2 separate regions of the Zea mays genome follow, and region 2 is linked to region 1. The links are chromatin contacts, called in public Hi-C maps. All regions are on one chromosome and are shown on one strand. Each heading gives the region's core, a stretch centred on a gene start, on an enhancer-like site or on the middle of the called end of the contact. The rest is flanking DNA. Distances are from core to core; before and after follow the strand shown. Region 1 holds the start of LOC100382314 (3-ketoacyl-CoA synthase). Region 2 has its middle 63 kb from the start of LOC100501575.

What was found. A called contact is a pair of places that touch in the nucleus more often than the background predicts.
Region 2: a Hi-C map of ear shows a contact between it and region 1, with 2.2 times the contacts expected there. The contact joins the enhancer-like site here to the promoter of LOC100382314 in region 1. A contact is called at or near these places in 6 of 25 Hi-C or Micro-C datasets (ear, leaf, root tip and 1 more).

The regions. Positions count from the first base shown.
Region 1 is chr6:128,368,045-128,371,018 of Zm-B73-REFERENCE-NAM-5.0, forward strand. It overlaps LOC100382314 (3-ketoacyl-CoA synthase), which reads left to right and starts at 1,443. Exons shown (of 1, transcript NM_001175063.2): 1 at 1,443-2,974. The coding sequence starts at 1,482. The coding sequence ends at 2,948.
Region 2 is chr6:128,446,263-128,449,236 of Zm-B73-REFERENCE-NAM-5.0, forward strand. No RefSeq gene overlaps it. Among protein-coding and RNA genes, the nearest start is that of LOC100501575, 63 kb to the right of the region's middle. Within about 2 kb of position 1,604, at least 15 of the 20 cell types and tissues checked have an H3K27ac peak or open chromatin away from gene starts, as enhancers often do. A contact at or near this core is called in ear and leaf, where this site is marked.

The DNA.
Region 1 (2,974 bases), core at 193-2,692:
TGATTCCTGGATCCAGCCCTTTGGTTGGCTTTTGGTTTTTAGGAGGGCAAAAGCCAAAGCCAAAAGTCAAACCAAACACACCCTAAGAGGATACTAATTATATTACTATGCCAAATAGTAGGAGTGCAATTAGAATGTAAGTGTCGTATCATTATAGATTCTACTTTATTTAAATACATAATTATGATTTTATTATTGTATGACTTCTTACCTTATATATTTATTGTGACCTCCTACCATAATATTATTACTATTTTTTTATAAATGTATGACTTGCGTGAATTTTTTAAGTCAGTTGAGGGCACATGTTACAACTTTTACCGATCGTATTTTAGATTTCCATCGTAACTGATACAATTTTCATACTGAACTTTCGTTTCCAATATTTCTGAATTACCGATATAGTTTTCGTTTCTGAAGTTACCGCTTTCGATCTCGTTTCCGAGAAAAAAATATGAAAACAAAAATAATTTTAGTGTTTACTGGTCGTTTTCACCTCTACGCACAAGTGCGTCCTCTAGAATCGACGTGGTTTACATTTGTATATCTGTCCTCTCAATTCGTGATTTGGTGTGCATATTCTCTTCTCCTTATATAGATAAAGGATTACGGTCAATTGAACCTGCAATCAATCTAATCAAACCAATTTATCATATTTACCTTATTTGCATTGTTCTTTCTATTACTTAGGAGTAGGAGTAATCTAGCCTTTGTCTAGCCCTATTTTAGCCTTTCTCGACCTATTTCTTCAGTCTTCACCACTGTTCGGCTCTACGTTGACCAGAGGCGTATTGGGTGGTCTGCCGACCCCAAGACAATCCCTGGAACTCTCCTCCTCGACAGGGGTCACTCCGGGGAGGCACGATTTAGGTTATTCGCGGAGAAGAAGACCCTCTACGCACGTGTGAACAGTTCGGTCCATAGCACGGACCACCAGCAAACGCACATGGAGAAGCCACTCCTGTAGCGAGGTCGTGGACCGTCCGCGCTCCCGTAGAGAGCGCCGTAAGACGGTTCATCTCTAATGATTGGCGTCCAAATTAGTGTTCGTTCATCTCTAGTGATTGGCGTTTAAATCGGTGCCAACAGTACTATACTGTAGTACAAAAATAAATTGCCACAAAACACAAAAAAAGGTTAAGATTTGCTAGTACACATGTACGTTCCAATTGTGTAGGATAATTTCAAATTTTCGTTTATGGCTTTGCTGCCCTCGGGGTGATGAGATGAGAGTTCATCAGTGCGTACAAGCAAGGACTTTAATTAGCGGCATCATTTCATCAGATTTATCGGTGAACGATGCCAATGCAGCAGCTCGCTAGCCTGGGCGAATAAAGACCTCCGTGGCCCACCAACATGCGTCGATAATTCCCTCGCTGATCCCACCGGCTTTAAAATCCTACCCTCCCGCTCCCAAGATCACTCTCACTCTCACGCACACACTCCACAGTGCCACTCGTCTCGCTCGCGCAGCAGACAGCATGGGTTCGTCGGCGGCGCTTCAGCCGAAGCAGCTGTACCAGCTCGTGGTGAACAACTTCGTCGCCGTGCTCGCTGCGCCGCTGGCCGTGGCGGCCGTCGTCAATGCGGCGCGCGTCGGGCCGGACGAGCTGCTCGGCAGGCTGCAGGCGCTCCGGGCGGTGCACGTATTTCTCGCCGTGTTTGTCGCGGCCGCCACGGCGATACTGTACGTCCTGCTGCGGCCCCGGGCCGTGTACCTGGTGGACTACGCCTGCTTCCGCACGCGGCCCAACTGCCGCGTCCCCTTCGCCACCTTCCTGGAGCACGCGAAGCTGGTGACGTTCGTGGAGGGGGCCTCCATCGACGAGCGCAGCGTCCGGTTCATGACGCGGCTGCTGGAGCGGTCCGGCCTCGGCGAGGAGACCTGCCTGCCCCCGGCCCACCACTACATCCCGCCGTACCGGAACATGGAGGCCTCGCGCGCGGAGGTGGAGCTCGTCATCTTCTCGGCCATCGACGACCTGCTCGCGAAGACGGGCATCAGCCCCAGCGCCATCGACATCCTGGTGGTGAACTGCAGCCTCTTCGCGCCCGTCCCGTCCTTCACGGACATGGTGATCAACAGGTACGGGATGCGGCCGGACGTCCGCAATGTGCACCTGTCCGGGATGGGGTGCAGCGCCGGGCTCATCTCCGTGGGGCTGGCGCGCAACCTGCTGCAGGTGGCGGGCCGGGGCGCGCACGCGCTGGTGGTGTCGACGGAGACCATCACCCCAAACTACTACGTGGGCAAGGAGCGCGCCATGCTCCTGCCCAACTGCCTCTTCCGCATCGGCGGCGCCGCCGTGCTGCTGTCCACGTCCCGGTCCAGGGCCCGGTTCCGCCTGGCCCGCGTGGTGCGCACGCTGACGGGCGCCCAGGACAGCGCGTACCGGTGCGTGTTCCAGGAGGAGGACGGCGAGGGCCACCGCGGGATCAACCTGTCCAAGGACCTGATGACCATCGCGGGCGACGCGCTCAAGGCCAACATCACCGCCATCGGGCCGCTGGTGCTGCCGGCCTCGGAGCAGCTCCTGTTCGCGCTGTCCTTCATCGCGCGGCGCGTGCTGAACCGGCGCGTGAAGCCGTACCTCCCGGACTTCCGCACGGCGTTCGAGCACTTCTGCATCCACGCGGGGGGCCGCGCGGTGATCGACGAGCTGCAGCGCAGCCTGGGCCTGTCGGACGAGGACGTGGAGGCGTCGCGCATGGCGCTGCACCGGTTCGGCAACACGTCGAGCAGCTCGGTGTGGTACGAGCTGGCGTACATCGAGGCCAAGGGCCGGATGCGCCGCGGCGACCGCGTGTGGATGATCGGATTCGGCTCCGGGTTCAAGTGCAACAGCGCGGCCTGGGAGTGCATCGCGCCGGCGCGCACCGCCGAGGGGCCCTGGGCGGAGAGCGTCAGCCGCTACCCCGTGGACATCCCCGAGGTGCTCAAGCACTAGCCGCTATCCCGTGGACATCAGGCCGG
Region 2 (2,974 bases), core at 354-2,853, 78 kb after region 1:
ATTAATAAAACGCTCGCTAGCGAAAATCGTTCATTTTCATTGGCGGTTCAAATAACTAAAATGTCAGTAGAAATGGAGGATTTACACTGGCGATTTTATTAAATGAACTCCTAGTGCAAATCTGTTTCCACTGGTGGTTTTAGGATTGGGACCAACTATATTCTATATATCACCAACGTTTGAGACCGAAACTGCATGTAAAAATATAATTAGACTCCACCACGGGTTTAAAGCTCTTTTGAACTAGTGTTGGATACTCGACATAGTTAACGGTGGTCAGCTGTCATCGGCTTCTAACGCGCGCTTGCCGAGTGCAATAGTGTGCCTAGAGCCGGACGGTGGACAAAGATACCAATGCGTGATGCGCTTAACGGACAGGTTTCCTGATGGGTCAAACTGCACAGTGTTCGGCGCGCGCGCGCATGCCGTCCGCCATTTCTGCATATATTGGTGTGAGACCTCACCGACGTGCAGCCCCACAAGATACCAAAACAGTTGCATCTGGACTGCCAATGCGTGATGCGTACATGTATGGGTAGCTCGACCGAGCACGATCTAAGAAACATGATTCATGGGGACAAGGAGAAGGGAGCCCAGAGGTCGTCGTTTAAATCTCGCATAGAAATAACTGCGCACACGCACACCTCTCCAGATCGTTGGGAGCTAGGGCAGTTAGTTAGTCATAGTCTCTTTGTTAATTTGCATCGTTTTCAACTTTGAACCTTCAACTTTACACGTACGCAGTGCAACTAGAACCTGGCATTTAGCATGAAGCGTGAGAGAGCCTGCGACTGCAAAACCAAGAGCAGTCCTCCCAGATCGACGCTCTCGATGATCATCGCCAACCAACCAATTAATCAACCGATCGCCTATCCGATTATTCCGACCACATCATCTCTCTTGCAACTTCCCAATCCCCTCCGGCTCTTGGCAACCGGAAACCCTCAGCTCGGCGTGCGAATTGGTGGTGGCCCCATGCCCCCATCCATATAATCGGCGGCTTGCTTTCCAGTGCTCAATCAATCACAGGAAGTCATCGTTGCCACATCGACCATCTTCATCTCCATCCACCCCTGACCCAGTAATGACGTGAACGTGACCCGGTAATGACGTGAACGCCGTTGCGCTCGTGCATGCAGTACGTCCCGTTCGGCACAGTGTATTCGCCACCGTACCGCGTCGTCCATCTGGTGGTTATTCGTCGAGCTGAATTGAATTGATCTCCGCCGGCGGACTTGGGTAACGGGAGACCGGAACACAAGCACGAGGTGGCCGTTTCTGTCCTGTCCTCCACCTTTTCTTCGTTGAAACGAGGAAACTGCGCCAACCCTTCACAAGTTTTTTTTATTTGGCGCGTCCCGTACGTCACCGGTCTCGTATCACTTGTTGTGCTAGAGTGTCCAGGAAAAAAGGTCGGACGACGGATACCAGACCTGCGTTTTTTCTACACATGCGATGGCACATATATATATAGGCACCAGTGCGCGCGCCAGACAAAAAGCAAGCAGAAGAAAGTTTGTGGAAAGCCTGGAGCTAGCAGCTGGGAAGAAGAGGGGACGACTGACGGGGCAGCAGATCAGACCTTCCATGTCCCGTTGCCTGCAGACGAGAATGCCAGTGCAACTAGCTAGTAGCGGTCCCTCGTGTTGGGAAGGGGTGGGTGGGTGTAGAGCTGTGGGGAGAGATAGATAGCGCGGAGACAGGCTCGTTAAGCTGTTTAAACTCCCGGTTGGTGAAGCATACCGCTGAGCCTGCTGTCCATGGCCAGCCTTCCTATTCATATCTGAATAACCAATAGCACCGAATAGTTGTTGATCGTCGTCAGCTCTGCATGGCTCACGTACTGTGCCAGATCTGCCTAGCTGGCTTCTAGAATAATCCCGATATGGCTCAGAACAGCTGTACGTACGTTGTTCAAATTCAGTCCACAGTTCCAAACTCCAACCTCTACGGGTTGATTTGGTGACCGGGGATCCCGAGGGGAAGAAATCCTCTTGCTATTCAAAATTGAATTGCAAGAAAATTCCTCCCCCATGGATCCCTAGGATCACTAATCACCAAATCAGCCCTACAGCTGACAAACAGCCGAGCGACTCAAATTCCTCGACATGTGGAGTACTGTTTGCCTTTCCACAGCAGCACTGAGGTCACTATAGGTCACAGGCAGGGAGCACTGAAATCAAGGCCCATTTCACTAGTACACACCTACTACCATACTCCTAACCCTCCTGTCCTTCAAGCTCATACTATAACCACATCATGCATGCATGCGCCTAACTAACAAACTCTTCTAAGAAAAAAAAATCTCAATGCATTGACCGGTGGCCTGAATCAGCCCGAGACGAGCCAGCGTTTTTGACCTGTGTCCGTGCTCACCTCGATCGCTCCTTTTCAAAGAAGAAGAAGAAAACTGCATCGCCTTGAGCACAACCAACGACCTAAAACCGTAGCTTGTTGCAGCTGCGCCCGCAAGGATCCCGGCCAGTACACACTTGCCATGATGCCCCCCCCCCCCCCCCCCCCCCCCCCTGATAAGGCATCGAGATAAAATGTGTTCCTCTGAATTCCTTTATATTTGAGGGGAAAAAAACAACCAGGACTTCAAAAGAAGAAGCTCGTAGGCAAGGCATCGTGATAAAATGTGTACTAGTGTAGATGTATAAACAGCCTACGTGCACAACACCAGAAAAACAGAAAACTTACGATGGCTTGATCTATGCCGTCGGATATAGATTATTTTGTACAGCATAAACATAATCTACGACGGCAGAAGTACGTCGGGTTTAAAGCGTCGGAGATAACGCTATCTTCGACAGTAGCTCTCAAAAATATCTTATGTCCGACGGCTTGCATGCCTCCTCGGCAATATGCTCGGGTAACGTCTGCCAAGGCGTATAAAGGGCCCACATATGTTATAATCGCCCCTACATCTATAGGACAGGATAGGTCCTAAACCAACCTAAGAGTGACCGAA